2 separate regions of the Sus scrofa genome follow, and region 2 is linked to region 1. A link is a contact called in public promoter capture Hi-C data. All regions are on one chromosome and are shown on one strand. The core of a region is the stretch at or near the end of the contact, and the rest is flanking DNA. Distances in the headings are between cores, read along the strand shown.

Region 1 (6,398 bases), core at 1,126-3,625:
TCTCTGCTGGTTTACTCCAGTTTATGCCACTAGGTACTCCTTTTCAATCTCCTTGGAGAACCTCTTCCTTTTCTCACTATTCTTCTATTGCAGAAAACTCTTAAATTTATATATCCAGCTCAGATTTTTTCCTCCAACCTCCAATGTAATTCAATTACCTTCTTGACATCTCCTCTTGGATGTCTCTTAGACATGTCAAACTATGAAGCCGAGGAGTTCCCCTTGTGGCTCAGCAGAAACGAACCCAACTAGTATCCATGAGGATGCGGGTTCCATCCCTGGCCTTGCTCAGTGGGTTAAGGACCCAGCACTGCCATGAGCTGTGGTGAAGGCTGAAGATGTGGCTTGGATCCCAAGTTGTTGTGGCCGTGGTATAGGCTGGTGGCTACAGCTTCGACTGGACTCCTAGCTGGGAACTTTCATATGCCCTGGAAAGACAAAAACAAAAACAAAAAACTATGAAGCAAAGCAGGACCCTGTGGGGCTCCTGGGCACACAAGCCTTTTGATGTCCCCTGCTTCTTGATTTAGGGAATAGGCTTCAGCCTCCATGACCTTCCTTGAGGGCAGGTTCAAACTGCTGCTAATCAGGGAAGGAAGGGGATGCAGAGACAAGGAAGGAGCAGTCCAGAAGCAATAACCCAGCCTTGGGGCAGGGTCTTATATCGCCGAGCTCTTCTGTAGAACTAAACCCCCACCAAATGGAAGATGTTAACTACTTGATGAAACATTCTTCATTCCATAAAGAAGGTCAAAGTTTGATAACCTCAGAACCATAGAAACTTATCAGGAGACTATCTGAGGCCAGATTAAAAGAATCACAGAAGCTCAGGAAGAGACCACCTGAGGCCAGATTAAAGGAATGCAGACTCTGCACACACTCTGATTCTTATCAACAACCCCGCTCTTGAACCATTGCTATAAAACTTTTCACCAAATCCTCCAGAGCAGGATAAACAGTTTTTGGAGGCATTAGCCCACTGCGTGCCCCCTTGGCCTGGCAAATCGATAAAGCTATCCTTTTCTCCTTCACCCAAAACCCTGTATTCCAGATTGAATTGGTGAAGGTCCACAAAAGGCACTTAAAATCTGCAAAATTAAACTTTTTTGTTTGTTTATTTAGGGACACACCTGCAACACATGGAAGTTCCCAGGCTAGGGGTGGAATAGGAATAGCAGCTGCCTGCCTGTGCCATGGTCACAGCAATGCCAGACTCCAGCCATGTCTGTGACCTACACAGCAATGCTGGATCCTTAACCCACTAAGCATCCCAGGGATCAAACCTGCATCCTTATGGGTAATAGTTGGGTTCTTAACCCACTGAGCCACATTGGGAACTCCCTGTTTATTCTATCTTAAGACTAATAAGACTTATAAGAGTAATAAGCTTAGACTTAGACTAATAAGCTCCATGAAGCCAGGAAACATATATCTTGTTCTCAGTTGTATGTTTAGGGCCTTCCCCGTGACTAGCCCAGAGCAACTTTCAGTAACCAGCTACTGAATGAATAAATGAAGAAGGACTTAATCTTCAAGGGAGGGCCAAGCTAGGAAGATTTGCTTTGGACTCCATCTTTTTTGCTTTTTAGGATGGCACCACCATCAGCATATAGAAGTTCCCAAGGTAGGGGCCAAACCAGAGCTACAGCTGCAGGCCTACGTCACAGCAGTGTGGGATCCAAGCCGCATCTGCAACCCACACCAGGGCTTTCACAGCAACTCCAGATCCCTAACCCACTGAGCGAGACCAGGGATGGAACCAGCATCCTCATGGCTCCAGCGTCCTCATGGATCCTAGGGGGATTCTTTTCCGCTGCACCACAACAGGAACTTCCTTGGACTCCATCTTGACATGCCGGAGGCATCTTTGCTTCTAGGTACCAAAATAGGTTAAAAAAAGGAATGTTTGCAGGTTCTTCCCAACAGAAGTTTTCATTGAGTCCTCTTGTACCTTACCTTGTAGGGATGGGAGGAGTTAAAAAACTAAGATAAAGGGAAAGGAAGTGGCTTGGAGCAGATGTGTGGTGCGCCAGGTTGGGACGCTTCGTTTCGCACCGTCCCCTCCACGTCCGTAACTGCCCCACCCCTTCCGGTCATCGGTTTGAAGTAAAGGTGGTTTTGGCCTAAGTTCGGCCTCCAAAGACTACATCCTCGTTAATTATTCATAGCGTGGAAGGGGTCTGTGAGTGCCAGGACTTTTACTATTCATGAGGGGGCGGAGTCTCCTTCCCGAGCTCCTGGGGAGGGCTCTGAAATATTCAAGAGGAAGGAGGGCACTCTGGGAGCCGGCGTTCTTCCTATTCATGAGGGGGCGGGGCCTCCTTCCCGCTGGGGCTCCTGGGAGGATTCTAAAATATTCTCGAGGCCAAGGGGGCGCCTGGGAGGCAGGAACGCAGCTCCGGAACCGACCTGAGGCGGACCCTCCCTCTTCCTGGCGGCAAAATCTTTTTTTGAGGAAAAATTTTCTAAAACATTAAGAAGTTTTGAGGATGGAGGGGCAAAACGACTAAGTCGCATTTTCCTGTGATCCTTTAGCCGGGAAATTGTCCAAATCTGTGGTAAAAAGAGATTTATTTTCCCCCAATAGTTTCTGGAGACAGCTTCACCTTTTCGTGGACTGAAGGAGGTCAAAAATGCACCGCAGTGTGGTTTGAGTAGTATATCGGCCAGTTTCTCTTTTATGCCCCCGACCCCCTACCCCCAGTTTACCTCTCTGGAGATCTTTGGGCGAATTCTCGGGCAGATGGAGGTGGATCTCTTAAAAGATTGTCTTAGGTTAAAATAAAATAGAAATCCTAGTGAATTGCTGTTGGACGGTTTTCTCTGAAAACGGGGAAAGAAGTTCATCCAAGAGAGCCTTCAAAGCCTTTCACACGTGGGCAAAATGAGCGGGATGGAACAGGGCATTGAAACATCATCTTACTAGGATTATTTTGGTCCGTTAGTCTCATTCTCTAGAGGACTGAGAGGCAACCAGAAGTAATTTGGAATTACATCTTTAGGATTTTCAGAAAAGCCTGCTATCTCCCCCAAACCGTTTAGGTCTAAGTGAGGAAAATAAGAAATTGTAAGAGGAGACTAAAGCTTTTAAAGAATTTGGGTCATTGTGTTTTAATCCTCTCAGAGGTTTAAAAATATAGGCAGAGTGTGCTTAACACACTGGAGTCCGCGGGTATTAGGTTATCAGTGAGGGTCTGAAGATCCCACAAGCTCCACCCATTCCCAGCTTAGCAGGTCCTCAGAGAAAAAGAATAAATCCTAGGCCAGATGTATATTTTACTATAATGAAAATGATTTAAAATACCTACTGTGAAAAGTTGAAAACAATGTTATGGATTAAATTATTCTTCCATTTGGTCGAATCCCATGCAGTCTTTAAAATATATATATACTTGTAGAAGTGTATCTATTGGTATGGAAGGAAATTCCAGGTTTAATTACAATTACAATTGAAATGCAGATTATAAAAAAGGATGATAGTCCCTCTTTTTTTGTGAAAAAAATTATATATATATGTGTGTGTGTGTGTGTGTAAAATTCTGGAATGATATAAACCAAAGTGCTTAATGTTAAGTGTCAAAAACCAAATGAATTTAATTTTCTTCTTTTTATTTTGCTGTATTTTGTAAAATTTTTGACAATGCACATGCTACTTGTATCATTTTAATGATTATTTAGAAATATCTACTAATTTAAATGCTCATTGAATGATGCTGAAGCAAAGCACTATATAAGGTATGGGTTTTTTTAAAGAAGGCTCACAGTATGCGTTTTACTAAGCACTAAATTTCTTGGCCACATTTTCAAATCTATAACGGATTTTAAATTGATAAAAATTGGTATGTAACTTTAAAAAATTTTTACTTTGTATTTATTTATTGTCTTTTTAGGGCCACACCCTCAGCATGTGGAGGTTCCAAGGTTAGGGGTCGAATCAGAGCTGTAGCTGCTGGCCTACACCACAGCTCACCACAAGGATGGATCCTTAACCCAATGAGCAAGGCCAGGGATGGAACCCATGTCCTCATGGAGGCTAGTGGGTGTCATTAACCACTGAACCACAAAGGGAACTCTGATATGTAACTTTTTAGGTGAATAAGTAACAATGTGATCTTTAGCAATTTTGTGACAAAAGGAGAAAATGTATTTTAATCAGATAGGTTTGTAACTCTTTGGTGAAATGACTTGGTTGTTTCTTTAGAAACAAGGAAGCTTAGATTGGAGTTGTAGTTATGCATATGTACGTATACATGTATATATTCAAAATTCAGTGTTTTCCCAGTTGAAGGAGGAGGAACACAAAGTTGCTGTGTGTGATAAATAATATTTTTTAAGGAATTATTGTTTAGTGTAAGTAAATTATCAGTAATTTTAATAAAGTTCCTCTAGGAAATGTTCCTTTTGAAATAAGTCATGTAGGCCCTTCCCAAGATTTAGCAGTAACTATTATTAACCAAAAGTGGAATTGAAGGAAAATGTATTAATTTATTTATTCATCTTAATAATTTTACGAAACTTTGATTTCACTGCACATAATTGGTAACCATAATGAAATCATCTTAATCTGCTAGAGCTAGTCAGTTTTAAAAGATGTAAACTAAAATCTATTTTTTTTAAATTTATTTATGTTTTTCCTTTTTTTTTTTTTTTTTTTTTTTGTCTTTTTGCCTTTTCTAGGGCCGCTCCTGCGGCATATGGAGGTTCCCAGGCTAGAGGTCGAATCGGAGCTGTAGCCACTGGCCTGTGGCAGAGCCACAGCAGCTTGGGATCTGAGCGGCATCTTTGACCTATACCACAGCTCATGGCAATGCCGGATCCTTAACCCACTGAGGAAGGCCAGGGATCGAACCTTCAACCTCATGGTTCCTTAGTCGGATTCGTTAACCACTGCGCCACAACGGGAACTCTTAAAATCTGTTTTAAAATCTCCTTTGTTTTTATTGTTTCTAACAAAAGAACAAGTCAGTACTCAGTTTTAAAGAAATAGAAAAAATTACTACAATTAAAAATAATTTTTTTGGCAGACCCCACAGCATGTGGAAGTTCCTAGGCCAGGCACAGAATCTGTGCTAGGTCAGTGATCCAAGCCACTGCAGTGACAACACCAGATCCTTAACCCACTGTGCCACAAGAGAACTCCACTACAAATTTTTAATTCTACATTAATACTTTCATTTTTTTAGGATGTAAAGATTGTAAAAGCAATATACTAATTGACAAACATTGAATGTACTGAATTTGTTACTTTCTTGTGTTAAAACTTTTACTTTTAAAAATGTCACATATTTCCTTTCTTAGAATGTATCTCATCCAAATATACATCATATTTTCTACTAAAACTCTTCATCTAAAATATTTGGCTCAGAGGGGACTTCCCATCGTGACTCAGCAGAAACGAATCTGACCAGTATCCATGAGGATACAGGTTCGATCCCTAGCCTTGCACAGTGGGTTAAGGATCCAGGGTTGCCTGTGAGCTGTGATATAGGTCACAGACTCAGCTGGGTTCCCAAGTTGCTGTGGCTGTGGCGTAGGCCAGTGGCTACAGCTCCAATTCAATCTGGGACCTACATATGCCACAGGTGCAGCCCTAAAAAAAAAAAAAATTGGCTAAAAGGGGAAAGGTTTTTAAGTATAATGCTGAGATGAATAGACTGTACTGGTTGGAACTCCGTAAATTGGACATAACATTAAAAGTTTTACAACTATAGAGAGATAGCTATTCCCTATTAAAATATGAACCTCTCCATTTAAAAAAAAAAAAAAGAAAAAAACCAAAACAGCTCTTTACCGATATAATTTCCTTTCTTCTTTGTCTCTTATACTTTGTTTTTCTAACCAGGATAAATTCATGAGATAAGAAAAAGGATGGCATCTAGAGTAAATTCCAGTTTCACTTTGATTCCCAACCAGAAATACAGACGTAGCAATCGTCGATCCAGCTATTTTTCCAACAACCTTGCCTCAGATTCTCAGCCCTTATCAACGCTTGGAAACTTTAAAGCCTTGCCATTGGAAATATTCCAAATAATCTTAAGATACTTGTCAGGTGAGGTTTGGGGACCATGAGTAGGCTACATGGACACTCCACTATTTTATTTTCCCCAAGAACTACTTTATCATCTTAGGTCCTGCAAGAATATTAATGGTGTTCACATTAAGTTTATTTCCTAAAGTTTTGTCATTGTTAGGTAAGGGGTACAAAGAGAAAATATGATCCCCAAACTCTTTAAAACATGCTTCTAATTATGACATGGTAATTTGACTATTACATCCCCAAATGTTTCTAATTCCTTGAGAACTGGATTTAAAGCAATTTTAAAGTTTTATCCCACTTTATTTTGATTATTATTTAGTATTTTTATTATTACTGAGCTAACCTGTAAGTTGATAGATTG
Region 2 (6,398 bases), core at 1,084-3,583, 140 kb after region 1:
ACTTACTGTCACCTGTCCTCTCTTCCTAGCCGCATGAAGCTAGAGAGCGCATCTACCTCCTCTCTGGAAGATCGGGTGAAGCGGAATATTTATTCCCTGCAGAGGACCTCAGTAGCTCTGGAGAAGAACTTTATGAAAAGATGAAAGCCATCGCCTGTCTTGCTGGTTTTCCTGAAGTTTTCAGGGAGGCTGCTGACCCCTTACAAATTCTCTTTATAAGAGTTCAAATGGCTTCTTCCACAGATGTCAAACCACCACTGTTCAAAGTGACTGTCCCCCGTGGATCGCAGAAACAGCCCATTTCTTTTGAGAACCCGTGTGACTTGCTCTATGGGACCCTCGGTAACTTTTGCTGGGTGCAGAGCAGATGTTAACTTTTTTTTGTTTTTTTTTTTTTTTTAGTGGATGGGCACTGGAGCATCTCGGGGTGAGCACTCATGTTGCTCTGGAAGCCTGCTCCCCATGGTCAGGGTACTTTTTATTCCTCTTCCCTCCACCTGTGTGAACACCCCTATACTACCACCTCAGTATAGACCGGACCTTTTGGAAGCCTCTCTCCCCAAAGCCACTCAGGTAGAGCCCAGGGAGTGACAAAGAATCTGGAAGGGAAAACAATGCAGAAAAGCCCTGTAAATGAACTATTGAAGTATTTGGACTTTTTCTCCAGCTGTAAAGCATAGTGTGTATATGTACAAATGTATATTTTTTCATGCTTTTAAAAAAAGAAGTTAGCTTTGTGAGAAGATCTTGTTTGGTAAGTGACTTTACTATGTAATAGGACCACACTGTATCTTGTCATCCAGTAACACAGTAAGGCAGGTCAGCTTTTCTTTCCTCTTTGAATCTGGCTAGTTTTGGAGGGGCCTGGGTTTATTGATAGGACGTAGGGTATCAATCCTTTTACACTGCTTAGAGTCTGCAGTGTGGGCAGTGCAGTGTTGAAGTCAGATGATTTTAGGAGTCAGGACCAAACTGCCAGTATACTCCTTGGCTCTTAAAAGAAAATAAAATGGAAGCTGTTTATTTCATGGCTTCCCTTTTATCATGTAGTAATCTTATTACAATTCTAGATTTTCAGGTGTTGTTTGCTATTATTTTTTAGTCAGGTATTAAAACAAAAAAACAAAAACCACCCAAACTCATGGGACCAGTCTCCTATCTCTACCCCTTTCCCTTTACTTCTTTCACCAGAGGCTCTCACTCCATCCAGGAGGTCCTAGGCACTGCTGACCCACACATTAGCTGCTCTAGTTCCTTGTTCTGCTGATTCCTAATTCTGCCTAGAACGAATCTGGGTTTATATTTTTGAACACTTACGATTCCAGAAACTATCATGCTTAAAACTCAGTTTTTCTCCAGAGAGAAGGTGACATACACTTGTCATTCATTTCATCACCTTATCCTGCCAGGGTTAATTATGTCTTTTATTACTTGGTAATAAAGACCACATTTATTTTTTTCCTAACTGTGTAAAGAGCAACTTAGGGTGAGTACCGAATTCCAGATTCCGATACAGAGCAATATTGATCCGCAATTTGTATCCAATATGTGGAGTCTCAGTTCGAGAGGAATTATGTAACAAAGCGTGGGCGGTTTACTCAAAGGTCTCATCAAGTGGGCCAGAGAGTAAGAAGATTATAATTTTCTGCTGAAGGATAGGTGTCTTAAGGTGCCAGCCTGCACCTTACCCCGAGCCTTTGGCGGGAGGAGGCCGGCGGCCGGTGGGTGGGAGCGGGACCCATTCATAAAACCCAAGGCTCCCGGCTGGCTCCTCTCATTGGCCCTGGGGGGAGGGGGCGTGTCCCGCGGGTGGCGTGCATCCCCGGGGTCCAGAGGAGTGGGAAAATCCACGCTTGGGTGGAGCGAGGGGGCGTTCCTTGCCTTTCCGGGCAGGACCTTCTTTTCCCCTCGCAGTGTTCCTTCTCTCTCCCCCGGGGTGGGGATGGTACGTCCCACCCCCGCATTCCCGCCCCTCCTCCCCTCCGGAGCCGTGGCGCTGCCGCCATCTTGGCACGTCAGGTTGAGGAAAAAGCCAAACCCTGGCTTTGGTGGGCCCGGACAGGGAGACCCTCCCGCGGTAGACAGCGAGACCTACCCAGTCCTCCTCCCCTCCCTGCTCGGGCGCGGGATTCTGAGGCACGCGGAGGCCGGCCCCGTTCCTGTCAGGCCCGGGGAGGAGGGGCGGGCCGGGCGGCCGCTGCCTCCCCGGGGTGGGCGGTACCACCCAGGCAGGGAGGAGAGGGCCCGGTGGCGGCTGGGCAGCTGTACCGCCTGGGGGCGGGGTGCGGAGCGGGCGGGCGGGCTCCCTGGGGCGGGGCGGGGCGGGGCGGGGCAGAGAGGGCGGAGCGTGGGGAGGACGGAACCACCGGGGCGGGGTGGGGAGGTAACGGGACGGGCGCGACCATGGCGCGGTGAGGGAGCGGGGGTGGGGATCGGTCTGGGGGAGGCCTGGGGCCGCTGGCTTGTGCGCCGTCTCGGTCGCCCCCCCTTTCGCCGCCGCCGCCGCCGCCGCCCCGGGCATGTCGTCCAACTGCACCAGCACCACGGCGGTGGCGGTGGCGCCGCTCAGCGCCAGCAAGACCAAGACCAAGAAGAAGCATTTCGTGTGCCAGAAAGTGAAGCTATTCCGGGCCAGCGAGCCGATCCTCAGCGTTCTGATGTGGGGGGTGAACCACACGGTAACCAGCTCCCCCGCGCGCGCCCCTCCGAGCGCGGCCCCGTGCGCGCTCACGCCTCCCCCACCCGCCCCCAGCCGCCCCGGGCCCTCGCCTGGCCGGCCCTGCCAGTAACGCGTGCACCCCCTCGACAAGCCACTTGCACGCCCACCCCGCCCTTGCACGCCATCCCGGCCGGGTGTGCCTCCCTGCACGCCACGCGAGGCCTGGTGCCTCCGACGGTGGTGTGCCGTCGCGTCCTCCCCTTCCCTCCAGCCCCTCAAGCTTCCTGCGTCTGGCAGCGGGCAGCCCCTGGAGCGCAGAGGGAAGGCCTGGGTGGGGTGGAATGGCTATCATCCTCTCCTCTCACCTCACCCCGTTTGTTGCATTTGTTCTCCCCCTTCTTCCTTATAATTGGCTGCCTAGCTCACTGTCCAGTTGACAGGGCAGGTGGCATTGGCCTACCTGAATAGTCCTCCGTTTCTGGTCGTTTGATGTGGCTGCTCAAGGTTTCCCCATCCTCCAGACCTCTTTACCCCTGCCTGGAAATCCTCCTCGGGTTTCTTTTCTTCTCGAACAAGATGTATCAACTGGAGAAGCACTGGCTTCCTTGGGCCACAGATCAGGGTCTTCCTGGGTTAGAGAGAAGGGGGAATAACCATTAGAGAAGGTGAGGCCTGCTTTTGAGGACTGTTCATAGTAGGAATAACGCATCTTCCTGAATTCTATGGCGATCGTGTCAAAGATGTTGACTTTTCAGTTACTGCGCTTTCTATTGTGTGGTCGGGAGAGTGTGGTAATGGATAGTGATTATGATGAGAGAGAGGTTCTTTGGGTCCTTGGGCTTCTTTGAGATTGTCCAACTGCTCCCGTTAGAAAGTTGGGGCCCTGCCCAGTATTTGAGTTAGAGGACTTTGTGTCGGTCCTGTTTGTTTGGGGTCTTTCTTTCTCTTCCAACTACTTGTTTCTTGCATTTCATTGTGCGTCCTTACTTCCAGAAATGAGCAGAGGAAGTTAAAAAACCCGAAATACCAACTGCACCAATTCAAAGTTTGGAATGAAGAAAGTGAAGCTAATGGCTGGAGTTTCTTGTGGATATCAGTTCTTTAGGCTCCGTGACTTTTCGGAGCACTTGAAATTGCCCACAAGACCAACTGATGACAGAGGAGCCCAGGGCCAGCAAGACTTTGAGCTTTGCTTTACAAGAAGAGCCGTCGGCTGGAGATTGATAAACTGTAGTCTCAGCCGGGGTTTTAGATCTTTACCTCTACTGCAGAAAGGCACCGTGTGTCTGGTGAGGTCTTTGTTGATTTCATGGTCTTGGGCCGGTTCAGTAACTTCACTAAGGTGAGGGTCCTGGCTAGGGTAGGGAGAACCGCTGGTGTAACATCTAGACCTCTGGGAGCTGCTTTGATTCACGAGTCCAGCAGAGTTTGTCCCTCTTGCTTCCTGCTGCCTTGGGGGTCATCTGACAATATTGCAGGGAAAACTGGGTCATCAACATGTGAACCCGGTGTCCCTGCCTGGAAATCAATCCTTGGTTTTGTCGTGCAGCTGGCTTCTCACTAGAAAGCATCCTGTCTGTATAGAGCATTGGTTAGAGGCCTGAGAGTCAGGAATATGACAACTTGTCAGAAGAGGACTCTGGGTCCCTTGTTTTATACCTGAAGGAGTGGAGGCCCTGGGTGGAGGATTATTAGGTTGTCTGTGGTCACAACAAGACATGCAGCCCATTGTCAGTGCAGTATGTTGGGCTGTGTTGGCACATGATGGTGCTTGAATGGCAGGTCTCATTTTCTTTGCTTCCTTTCCTTGCCCTGCCTCTCAGCCCAGGGCCAGGACAGGTGTGTGTGCCTGCGCCTGCTAGTTCCCAGGAGTGTGTGGTGCTTGGTTTTCTGTTAGGCAGGCAGTGAGTCTCTGAATGGTAGATGGAGAGATAGGTATCACCCTCTTTCGCTGCTCACTTTAAGCAAGTTTGAGAGCCAGCTGGAAAGGTATTGACTTTAAGCAAGACCCGTACCTCTGGACATAATGAGCGAGCACCTCCGGGGAAACGCACTGGACATGACTGCCCTGGACCGGCCGAGGTCTGGACATCAGCTAGGCAACAATTCTATTGCTTCCTCTGGGCCTGCCACAAGGTCTAGTACTTCAGGGTCCCCATCCGGGAAATGAAACATCTCCCCAGAAGATTATAAGATCGTGCAGTTCCCAGGAGAGCGAGGGCCACATTGTTCTGGTATCGATAGCCTTTCTTGGAGGCGACCTCCCTTCCGAAGCCAGCTTCTGCCACCTTTCGCAGTCTGAGGTTTCGGATATCACCTTTTCTTGGATTATTCAGTTTCTTGCTGATTTAAGCACGTAGGCCACGATGGTCTATGGCTGACGGTGTATGAGACGTGGAGGATGGATGTGTCTTTATCTGGAGCTCAAGTCAATTACATACCCTCTCATGAGGTGGTTGATTTCCTTCTGAGCAGAGAAAGAGAGGTCTTTGAACTCAGCGTCGTGACAGCTGCAGTCCATGGACTTGGTAGAGGAAGGCTGTACAGAGAGAAAAATCAGACTCTGGATCTGTCAGGGGCGAACTGATAACGAGAGAAAACCAGTGTTTCCGTGGTGCGGAGGTTCTGGAGTTAGGGAAGAGATGGCCTCCGAGAGGGGGATGGAGACCAGAGGGGGCAGACCTGGCGGGTACCCTGTTGGCCATTCTAGGAACCAGGTGTGTATGAAGCCTCACGCAGGTGATCAGAAGGAATAGGAGCCGTTGATGGTAACCATGTTCAACCATTTGGGAAGCTTCGAAGTGATGGCACCATTTACATGCCCCCCCCTCTCCCCGCGGTATGTGTGGGTTCCAGTTTCTCCACATCCTTATCAATACTTGTTATTGTCTGTTTTTTATCATAGCTACTCTAGCGGTTTTGAAGGGCATCTCTTTTGTGATCTGGATTTGCACTTCCTAGATAGCTAACTGTGTTGAGCATCTTTTCACGTGCTTATTGTCCAGTTGTATATTTTCACTGGAAACGTATATATTAAGATCCTTTGCCAGTTACTTTTTTGCCCATTTTTAAATTGAACTATTTGTCTTTTTACTATCGAATCGTAAGAGTTCTTTATGTATTGTGGCCATAAGTCCCTTATCAGATATATGTTTCACAAGTATTTTACTCCGTTCTTTGGGTTATCTTTTTTTAACTTTCTTGATGGTGTCTTTTTAAGCATAAGGTTTTAATTTTGGTAAAGTCCAATTTATCTATTTTTCTTTAGGTATTTATACTTTTGGTGTTATATCTAACCCAAGATCATAAAGATTTACTCCTATATTTTCTTCTAAGAAAACCTCTTACCGTTTTAGCTCTTACGTTTAGGTCTGTAATCCATTTTGAGTTAATTTTTGTGAATGATGTGAGGAACAGAGTTATTCTTAAGTCTGCTCCGTTCTCTCCCACATTCTACCCCCATTCTGTCTACACATTTTCTTTGCTTCACGCAGACCCAGAACCTTCTTTGCCTGCCTTTTTCTCTCACCCTGCTACTTTAAGAATCTTTAGTGGGAGTTCCCGTCGTGGCGCAGTGGTTGACGAATCCGACTAGGAACCATGAGGTTGCGGGTTCGGTCCCTGCCCTTGCTCAGTGGGTTAATGATCCGGCGTTGCCATGAGCTGTGGTGTAGGTTGCAGACACGGCTCGGATTCCGCGTTGCTGTGGCTCTGGTGTAGGCTAGTGGCTGCAACTCCG

The links. Promoter capture Hi-C pulls out the DNA fragments that hold promoters and counts their contacts.
Region 2: a promoter capture Hi-C map of liver shows a contact between it and region 1, with 3 times the contacts expected there. The contact joins the promoter of PIP4K2B here to the promoter of FBXO47 in region 1. A contact is called at or near these places in 1 of 5 promoter capture datasets (liver) and 1 of 2 datasets of contacts at active chromatin or transcription factors (alveolar macrophages).

What each region holds. Positions count from the first base shown.
Region 1 is chr12:23,179,363-23,185,760 of Sscrofa11.1, forward strand. FBXO47 (F-box only protein 47) reads left to right here and starts at 2,376. Exons shown (of 11, transcript XM_021067059.1): 1 at 2,376-2,558; 2 at 5,843-6,049. The coding sequence starts at 5,869.
Region 2 is chr12:23,314,780-23,321,177 of Sscrofa11.1, forward strand. PIP4K2B (phosphatidylinositol 5-phosphate 4-kinase type-2 beta) reads left to right here and starts at 2,334. Exons shown (of 10, transcript XM_021067062.1): 1 at 2,334-2,678. The coding sequence starts at 2,520. CWC25 (CWC25 spliceosome associated protein homolog) reads left to right here. Exons shown (of 10, transcript NM_001244652.1): 10 at 30-666. The coding sequence ends at 144.